Linked DNA regions of Gossypium hirsutum: region 2 is linked to region 1. The links are chromatin contacts, called in public Hi-C maps. All regions are on one chromosome and are shown on one strand. The core of a region is the stretch at or near the end of the contact, and the rest is flanking DNA. Distances in the headings are between cores, read along the strand shown. Region 1 holds the start of LOC107962524 (protein transport protein Sec24-like At4g32640). Region 2 holds the start of LOC107962526 (IAA-amino acid hydrolase ILR1-like 6).

What was found. Hi-C and Micro-C count contacts between places; a contact is called where the count stands out from the background.
Region 2: a contact with region 1 is called in a Hi-C map of leaf, with 2.1 times the contacts expected there. The contact joins the promoter of LOC107962526 here to the promoter of LOC107962524 in region 1. A contact is called at or near these places in 15 of 34 Hi-C or Micro-C datasets (anther, callus, hypocotyl and 3 more).

What each region holds. Positions count from the first base shown.
Region 1 is chrA06:7,592,496-7,597,832 of Gossypium_hirsutum_v2.1, forward strand. LOC107962524 (protein transport protein Sec24-like At4g32640) reads right to left here and starts at 1,663. Exons shown (of 25, transcript XM_016898942.2): 1 at 1,422-1,663; 2 at 344-1,279. The coding sequence starts at 1,210.
Region 2 is chrA06:7,721,483-7,726,669 of Gossypium_hirsutum_v2.1, forward strand. It overlaps LOC107962526 (IAA-amino acid hydrolase ILR1-like 6), which reads left to right and starts at 3,880. Exons shown (of 5, transcript XM_016898944.2): 1 at 3,880-4,509; 2 at 5,092-5,187. The coding sequence starts at 4,000.

The DNA.
Region 1 (5,337 bases), core at 413-2,912:
CATAAACAATTTAATTGTAGAAAAGTAAACCACATCCATCAATTTTCATTCTTCCATTATAAGTTTACTAAAATCTTTCTTCATTTCTATATTGCTTTAGATTTTCTTCAAATTAACAGCTACTAATATAATGCCAAAAATTCCAAACATCAAAGAGGTGCAGATAAAATTTTAGTTACTAAATGCATTATGAAAAGAAAGGAAATCAAAGACCTTGTACACCTTATACAGATTGCTAAATGACCAACTCAACAACAATAAAATCAATGATATACTCCAGTTGTTTACATTTCTTTATGGGAAGAATTCTGAAAGCATAAACTGTAAAGATTGTAGTACTAACCTGCTGAGGCTGCATCGGCCAAGTCTGTGGTCCATAAGGAGAACCTGGAGGTGGTGGTCTAGCTTGAGGCACAGCTGAAAATGGTGATGCTGAAGGCATTGGTTGAACTGGTGGGGAAGTAACAGCTGGACTTCCCAAAACAGAACGCATGGTTGGAGCCTGAGCAGGAGCCCTAGCTGACATCATAGTTAGTGGAGGTCCAACAGGAGGTTGTGAAGCACTTGGAGCAAGAGGAAACTGGGATGCACCAGGCAAAGCTCCCGAAACAATTGCTGGAGGCCCATTACTCAAAGGACCAGCAGGTGCACGAGAGAGGGGCGCAGCTGGACCAGTCAAAGGTGGAGATGACATAAAAACATTCGGGCGAGCACCTGGCATTGGTGGTGCAACTCCACCGCTAGGTGCACCTGAAGATGGGAAAGCGCTAGAAGGTAGAACAGCACCACCTGTTGAAGAAGACAAAGAACCAGGAGGAGGTCTAGACCCAAAAGGGGAAGAGTGACCAGAAGGTTGACCAAGGGGTCTCCCTGGGGGTACATTTGCAGGTAAAGCAGATTGTGGTGGTCCAGTAGGAGGCACTGCAGGTCTTCCCATCATACCAGGTGGCGGACCAGGCCGTGCCATTGGCGGCAAGGCACCGGGGAATCCAGCTGAACCTCCAGATTGAGGAAAGGGAGGTTGTTGACCAAAAGGGGAGGGCCTAGGACCAGAATTGGGCATTGAAACTGGCCGATTTAGGTTCAAATTCTGCATGTTATCAGCTAACGAATTGGGATTGGTTTGATAATTAGGATTAACATTTCGTGGTGGTGGTGGTTGTGAATTGGCGCCGGGTCTAGGTGCCCCTGGAGGCACAGGAGCTGCCATAATTAATCAGAAACAAATTCTAATCCCCTCTTTCAATAACCGTCTATATATTTTGCAACACGATCAAATCTACACAAACCAAAACAACAAAAACAACAATTCTTCAAAAATTCTAAAAGATACACAGTAATAGTAATCGCAAATTAACATATAAAAGAAACTAAGATCGAATGTAATAAAATTGAGAAGAATAAAAAAGGAAATTAAGTACCTGATATCGGAAAGAAAAGGAGAGGTCGGATCTGTGGATGTAAGAAGATAATTAAGTTTAGATCTGAGAGTAGGGTTTTAGAAGGAGAGATCGGAGAAATTAGGGTTTTTTAGGGAAGTATCGGAGCGACCGGAGGTATGGATCTGGGGAAATGATCGGAGAAGGAGAGAGAGACAAAAAAGGCAAATAACGAGAGCGAGAGAGAGAGAGCGACGGTATTTTAACGTTGGCGAAGGAATGGGAGACAAATTTGTAATAAATCTTAATTGTAAAAAAATTATAAATAAAAAAAGGTATAATTAAGGAAAGTATTTTATTTGTCTGAGACTGTTGAAAAAACACTGATTACTTTCACAGACTTACAAATAATAGCCATTTGGATTTATTTACCGGTTTTTCCTTCTGTTCCATTTAAAAATAAATAAATAAATAAGTCACGATGTAGCCTTAGTTAAATTGTAATCTATATTATTATTAGCCTTAGTTCAATTGTAATCGATATTATTATTCGTGTAAAGAGATGTGAGTTTGAAAGCGTTAAAATGCATTATCCTCCTATTAAGAGTTGGGAAGAGGCTATAGATAGTTTTAAGTATTGTATAAGAAAACTTATAATAAGATTAATGTTTAAAAATAATAATAAATAAATTTAATTTATCGTACATTTTTAAACCATAAAAACTTTTTTCTTTTTTCTCCTTTGTAACACCCTTAACCTATATCTATCACTAGAATAGGGTTACAAGAATGCTACAGCAAGTTAACAACAATAAACAAGTAAAATCATAATTATTTCAATATAATTTTTCAAATACCATAAACCAATTGATTTATAAAAATATCTTACATCTACGAGGCTTAAATCGAGCTTTAGGGACTAAAGAATTAATCTTAAAACCTTTAGGGACTAATTTGAAACAAATTAGAAAATTTCAGGAAAATATGAAAAAATTCAAAAACAGGAGACACACAACCGTGTGGAATGCCCCAGGCCATGTAACTTTCAAAGTTGGGACACACAGTCGTGTCCTAGCCCGTGTCTCTGCCCGTATAACTCATTGAGTTGGGTCACACGGTCGTGTCGCAAGCTGTGTGCCAGTCTGTGTAACTCTCTGACTTAGGACACATGGTCATGTCGGAGGCCATGTAACACACTGACTTAAATCACATGGCTGTGGTGGCACACGGCGTGTGGTAGCCCGTGTCCCAAGCCGTGTTCACCTAAATAAACCTTAAACATCAATTTTACCATTTCAAGTTTTCTTGGACTCTAAGTAATCCATATACCAACCATTAGGGTCATTCAAAATGCCATTAAACAAGCTCAATTCATACTAATTCAACCATCTAAAGTGCTTAACCAATGTACCCTCATTGGTACCACAAGTATACACAGTTATACCACGATACAAATCATCAACCAAGACATACAAATTCACACAACTTAAACTTCTAACCATTATGTCTATCATAGGCATCTCAGTTCATAACAATGCAAAATAACTTATTAATCAAACATATGCAATAAATTTGTACCAAAGACATCTTCCTTCATTCACATATATCACAATAAGTTGTCTACTTACACTTAAGCTCATTCTTTATATATATACATGCCAAAACAAATGTTCAAAAGCTACCAAAATTGGATGAATAGTGTGACTTGAGTGCTGATTTGATCGTCCAACCTTCAAAAGTGTCTACAAGAAACATAAATTAACACAAGTAAGCTTATTGAAGTTTAGTAAGTTCGACGTACAGAAACAATAAATCTTATCAAAGTAAATATAACAATTCAATAAAAAATAATTCAATAACAAGTGTTTACTATCATCTACAATGTCAAACCGGTGAATTGCATAATTCAATTCAAAGCTCAAATAATAATTTCTGGGAAAATATATATGTCTACAACGAGTTAATTCAAGATGTCAAATACATGTCATGCCATTCAAAATCATTAAATAAGTTACAATACAACGATTTACGACCTAATGAATGACTTACAGATATGACTACACAAGTAATCCAACCGAAACACGCCAACTGCTCATAAGAGCTAATCTACCCAATAACACGTCAAATGCTCATAAGAGCTAATCCAATCGATAACACGCCACGGCAGTAAGTGCCTAGCCCCCAAGTTATATATCCGCTCCCATAACACGCCAAATCAGGATAGTATAACACGAGAGTTCGCAACAAATGTTGAACTTCGGTATACTTAGGAAAAATATATAAAGCTCTCCACATCAATCTCCACTTCAACCTCGCATAACATGCCATCATTCAGTTGTACTCTATCTCGCTTTCATTCGGCCCAATTATTGATATCAACAACATTTTCCCAAACAACTTACAACATCAATAGAATAATTTATATCCACTATTTCATATCATGTCATCGTAAATTTCATATAGATATTAAATTAAAATTCGTACAAACTTACCTGGACTGAGTTGTAATAGTTGCAGAAGTTCATGAATTATTCCGCTATTTTCTTTTTTCCACAAAAATCAATAGTAACTTGCTCTAAAATATAAAATTCTCAATTATTAGCTTACATTTCATATTCCAATTTATTCTACATTTTATACCCTTTTATTTTTCAAAATTACACAATTGTCCTAACTTTTACAAGTTTTGCAATTTAGTCCTTTAACCCAAAAATTATCAAATTAACCATTTTCTCAAGTCAAAATTTATAGAAGAATATTCGAGACTTCTAAAAAGTCCACAAAACACCTCTTATTCACCAATAAACCTTGAAATTTTGATATTTTAACAATTTAATCCTTAAATCAAAATCTAATAAAAATCACTTCACAAAACAACCAAATATCACAATCAAAGCTTCAAACACATAATTATCATAAAAAAACATTCAAGATTCATCAGTAGAAACTTCTAAAATTTTTAACAGATTCAAAAACAGAGGTATGAGCTAGCTAGACCTAGTTACAATGATCTCAAAAACGTAAAAATTATAAGAAACGGGTATCAATTTCACTTACATGCAATGTATTGAACTTGGCCGATTATCCAAGGTTTGCTTTCATGGTTTTTCGGCAAAGGATGAAGAAAAATGAAGAAGAAATGTCTATTTCTTTCAATTTGTTTTATTTAAGTTTGATTTATTTACAATTTTGCCATTAAACATATATTATTTTATCATTTTCATTTCAATTGTCGTCTAACACTATCAACTAGGGCTAATTACTACATAGGTCCTTCCTCATATAGTAATTAAGCTATTTGATCATCTAAAGGTAATAATTACTAAGTTTTGCATCTTTTTCAATTTAGTCCTTTTTTCTTTAATTAGCTATCTAAACGTTAGAATTTCTTAACCAAATTTTAATACTACCCTACACAATGGAAATTTATGATCCTGAAACCATTGTTTCATCACCACTAAAAAATGGGTTGTTATACGTTTGTTTGTTATCTTTTGTTTTGCTCAACGGCGGTGCCAGCCTCCGGGCTAGCTATTGTCTGTTTTTTTCCCCTCCCACAAACTCTTTCTTTCTTTATTCTTCTCATTCATTCGACATGCCTTCTCTTTTTTTCAATTTGCAGATCTATTTTGTTGGTATCTTTGTTGTCTTCACTAGTTATGATGGATAGATGATGATGCTTGTTGTTCGCTAAAACTCCACCGGTCACCAGTATTTTCTTGGAAAGTGGGTGGCTTTTCATCAGTTTCTTAATTTGTTTATATTTTGAGAATATTTCAAAATAATAAATGATTTCACGAGTCAATTTGGACTCATGTTGCCTTAAGTTTTATATTTTTTTTTGTTTTTTTCTATTATTTAATAAGTTTTTAGTTTTAAAAGTTTTTGTCTGCTCTTGTAGCACGGTTTTTAGTCTTGCTTATGCATGTAATATGTAACAGCCTGAGTTTTAGTGGTG
Region 2 (5,187 bases), core at 2,630-5,129, 130 kb after region 1:
CTCATATAGGTTCTGTACATACCTGTATCACTTAATTCGGTTGTACTTTCATTTTCATCTTGACTTTGCCCGTTAACCATTCGGAATTGTTAATGATACTCGGGAATCACGATAGCTCGTACAATGTCATATCCCCAATATGGTCTTACATGTTATCATATCTCGGTGCCACTATCCTAGACAAGGTCTTATACAAAATCATATAACGATGCCAATGTCCCATACATGGTTTTACACGTAATCACAATACAATGCCAATGTCCCAGACATGGTCTTACTAGTAATCACATCTCGAAAATCCTAATGTCATGACATTTGTATCCTATACTATTCCTAAGGTTCGTACGGGACTTTCGTATATCGTAACTTCGTCGATTCTTGCTCGTATTCATGACCATTCATCATTTAATTCAATTTAATAATAATTAAGCATTTATAACACAATTTAAATACGTTTATTAGCATATGAACTTACCTCATTCGTTATAACGACAAGTTGGATCGACTAATCTGATACTTTGCTTTCCCCTGTTCTAGATTCGAATCTCATTTTTCTCAATCTATATAATAACAAAATTTAATTATTTAATTATTAATGCATTCAATTTAACACAATTTACACATTTTAGCAAAATTACACTTTTTCCCCTATTATTTCACATTTTTCAATTTAGTCCTTATCATATAAAACTACAAATTCATACAATTCAATACCAACCTATGCTAGCCGAATTTTCCTTATATTCATAAACCATTATAATCATCAAATTAATGGCCATAATAATCCACTCATATAAATAATGGTCAAATTGTCATGCAAGTGCTCCACATTTCCTTTGTATAGCTATTTGATTCATTTAACTAATAGAACTCATATTTTACGCCTTACGCGATTTAGTCCTTTTTACCGAATTAAGCACTCAAACGGTAAAATTTCTTTACGAAATTTTCACACGAACATTCTATCATATGTAAACCTTAATAAAATAATAAAATAAATGTTTTGACTTCGGATTATGGTCCTGAAACCACTGTTCTGATTAACCCTGAAAGCGGGCTGTTACATTGGTCCCTTTAATTTTTCTTTAATCTATAATTCAACTTTTATGCAAATTTAGTCCTTATACCTAATTACTCTTAATTCAAGCAAATTTTCTTAACCAAAACCTAATTAACCACACAAATAGCTTCGTAAATATTTTTTAATAAATATTTACAAGTCTGATTTATAGTAACGGAGATTCAAAAATGCACTTTCTGACACTTGTCACTATCGGGTTGTTACACAATGAATGCAAAACTATATTCCCGAAACTTGGAGACGTTTCGGGTGATAGAATACATCAGTCATCGCTTAGGGACCCGGTCAAGGTCCTACGAAGTTTATCTCGGAAACAGATGGTGCAAGTACGAGAGGTTCTAAACACTTTGATACCAGTATGCGCATGTGGTTGCAGCATATGCAACCTTTAATTTGAATGTCACGATAATGTGTACACGCTTGAATGTACATTGCATATTTGGGGTAACGAGTTCCCCGTATTAAAGGATGAATTGACATGAGAAGAGCCCCCGCCTGCGTTCGAGATATTGCCAAATAGGTCACTACATAGGAAGCTCAAAGGTCGATCGAAAACGAGAAGGATTCAGAATGGCATATATATTAAAGAAGAGCTTGAACCAAAGCTTTGCACCATATGCAGAACAGCCGACCACAATCGAAACAAGTGTATTCATTTTTCTCCTTTTTTTATTTATTATCCTACCGGTTGATCTGAATCTTAATCTATACAATAATTTATTTCAATTTATCAATTCTAAATACCTTATAACATCTTATTTCATGTATATGACTTCTTACTTTATCTTTCCGTAATTAACCTAAAGTTTTGCATTTTCTTCAATTTAGTCCTTAAAATCAAAACTATAATATCTATTTTGAAGTTCACCCTTGTTTAACCCTACAGAAATAGTAATTACAAAATTTCATGTCAAATCCAAAATATTTTCATTTTAGTCTCTAAACTCAAAACTGATTAAATTCACTTTACAAATTAGTCATTAATCATTTCTAAACTTACAAGCAAGCTATTGAACATAAAAAACTATCAATGAAAAACTTTTAAAACTTTAACAGTTTTATGATTTAATATTTGGGGTAGCTAAATTAAGTTGTAATAATTTCAAAAACATAAAATTTATTAAAAAAAGGCTTGGTGGTGGAGCAAAATGATGATGATGATTTCCTTTATTTTATGTTTTATTATAATTTAATTTTTATTTTAACATTTAAATTCAACAAAAAGCTAAACATTAACCGTCCACTAAAAGGATTGTGTTTGAATTACCACTTAAACCCCTTAACAATCTCTAATTAAATCTTTTAACAAAAAACAATCAATAATAGTTAACTTTTATAGTTTTTACGATTTAGACTTTATATCTTAATTAACCATCCAATCACTAAAATTTTTGGACAAAAACTCAAACCACCTATATAACCACTTTGTAAATATTTAATAAAAATATTTATGGGCTTAGATTGTGGAAACGAGTTCTCGATACCTCAATTTTCAAAGCCACTAAGTTTAGGGTCAAACCACTTATACTTTAACTAACTGTTCAATTAACAAAGATTACCATATCAAATTTTAATATAACACTATATTTGACTCGTAAATATTATTATTTATTATTTACAGTCTCACACGTTGAAATTGTAGTCTCAAAACCATTGTTTTCAACATCATTGGAAAACAGTTTGTTACACATTTTGAGCAAGAGATGTCACCTATGGACACTGAATCTAATTTAACTCAAGCATCAATATCAAGAATTAAATTTAATATAATATACTCATTTGAAGATATTTAAGTCATTTTTAAGCTTACTTTAAATTTTGGTTACAGTCTGAGGTTGTTCGGGTCTTAATCGAGGCAAAACAGGGCAAACAAGGTCAATTTCATGACACTAGGATATGTGTATCGCGACATTGAACCAATGTTGCGACATCAAGATGCTAGTGTCGCGGTACCGAAGACAAAATACCCACTTGGGTCTCCCCTCCTTCAATATCACAACATTGGAGGTCGGATATTGCAACAATAGGCTAGTATCGAGATATCGAGCTTTGGATATCGCGATACTGAAGACAAAATACCTAGGACATCTTTACATTTCCTAAAAACAAGTTATAGTGAATTTATATTTGCCGTTATAGTGAATTTATATTTGCCCGTAGTTTTTTAATCCTTTTTAGAGGGATTTTTCACATAAATATTTGTGTTCGATCTTTTCAATTTTATTCAATATTTAGATTGTTCGTTGCTTAATCGAGTTTATCCCCAACACTTTTCGACAAGTAATGGAAGTGATTCCCTTGATAATTAGTAGAATAGTTACTTTCTTATATAGATGAAAAGTAAAAAAAATATATACACAAAAATAATTTTTCTTTTTTTTGTTTTTTGGTTTTGTGTATTAACTTATTAATTATAAGAAAAACACATTAACAATTAGAACAAAAAGAATCACAATGAATTGAACATACCAAGATAAAGTTTTTTTTTGATAAATTATAAGAAGAGAATAAAATTCTAATAATAACACGATTAGCACAATTCAAACTCAAACTTAAATTACATGTTAGATGACGAACACCTTTTACTAATAGAACAATATACAATATTGCAAGGAAAGGTGTTATTAAAGAGGTAAAATTGAGAGAGAGAAAATGAGTATCAAATTCAAAGGCAGTGCGTCAATCTGTCTCATTGGAAACCGCTACGCAAAGTGGTGGGCCCAAACACTGCTGCATTTCGATGCCTTAATCAACCAACTCTACATATTTAATTTCTTACATCCATATTCTCCCACGTGACTATTTCTCTTAAACCACATGCTTAATTCTCTCTCTCGTTTCTGTCCCTCTTCTCTTTTTAAAAAAATCTCTGGCTATCCATTCTTTCTCCATTCATTTTCTTTTCGGTCTCTCCAAACATGTATTCTCTAAAATCATATGTTTTGGTTTTAAGCTTAATCTTTATTCCCTTTTTGGCTAACAATTTTCTTGTTTTTGTTAACTCCATAACTTCTTCGTCTTCTTATTCTTCTTCGTCGGGTAATCAATACACCACTTTTTTCAACGCTATATCTTCTTCCACCAATCCCAAGGCTTCCTTAAACTCCGGTAAGAACCAAACGACGTCGTCTCTGAGATCATCCAGCTTCTGCTACGTATGGGATGTGACCTGCTCTGAGGAGGTGTTGGGCCTGGCCCGGAAGCCCGACAACGTCGAGTGGATTAAAGGGTTGAGAAGGAAGATACATGAGAACCCTGAGCTAGCTTTTGAAGAGTACGAAACCAGTAAACTCGTTCGATCCGAGTTGGACCGTATGGATATTGAATATAGGTACCCTTTAGCCAAAACGGGTATTCGGGCTTGGATTGGAACCGGTGGCCCGCCCTTTGTTGCCATCCGAGCTGACATGGATGCCCTTCCTATACAGGTACATATACTTAGGTTCCTTCTCTTCTTTTTTAATTTTTATATTTGTATACATCTATGTATTTTATAACTATATACTGTATACTTGTACATACACACATACGTAGACATACATGTATACGTGTAAAGGGTTCTTACTTCCGGTAGGTGGTTCATGATCATTGTATTCATTTATTTAATTTGGACTTTGTTAGTTCAGAAAGTTTGAGGATTTTAGTTTAAGATTTTTGTGTATGAATTTATTTTCGTAGGTTGGATATGTTTTAATTTTATTTTACATTTTTTTTTGATAACATGAGGACAAGAAATGTACTTTTAAATTAAATAAGACAAAAAATAGAATGTACAGTTTTCAATAATAACATTATCTTAACATAATAATAAAAGATCTTAAAATAAATTCAATTTTGTACTTCGAAATTCAATTTTGTACTTGGAAATTCTAAGTAATCTTAAAGACTTGTAGGCTAGTGGTCCCCCATTGAACCCTCCAAGTATATAATTTGATTTTTTTTATATATCTAAATAATTTAGGAAAATTGCCATGCCCTCTTTTCACTTATGTGGAGTAATTTAATTTTAGGAAGCTGTAGAATGGGAGCATAAAAGCAAAGTTGCCGGAAAAATGCATGCTTGTGGCCATGATGCACATGTTGCAATGCTTGTTGGTGCTGCCAAA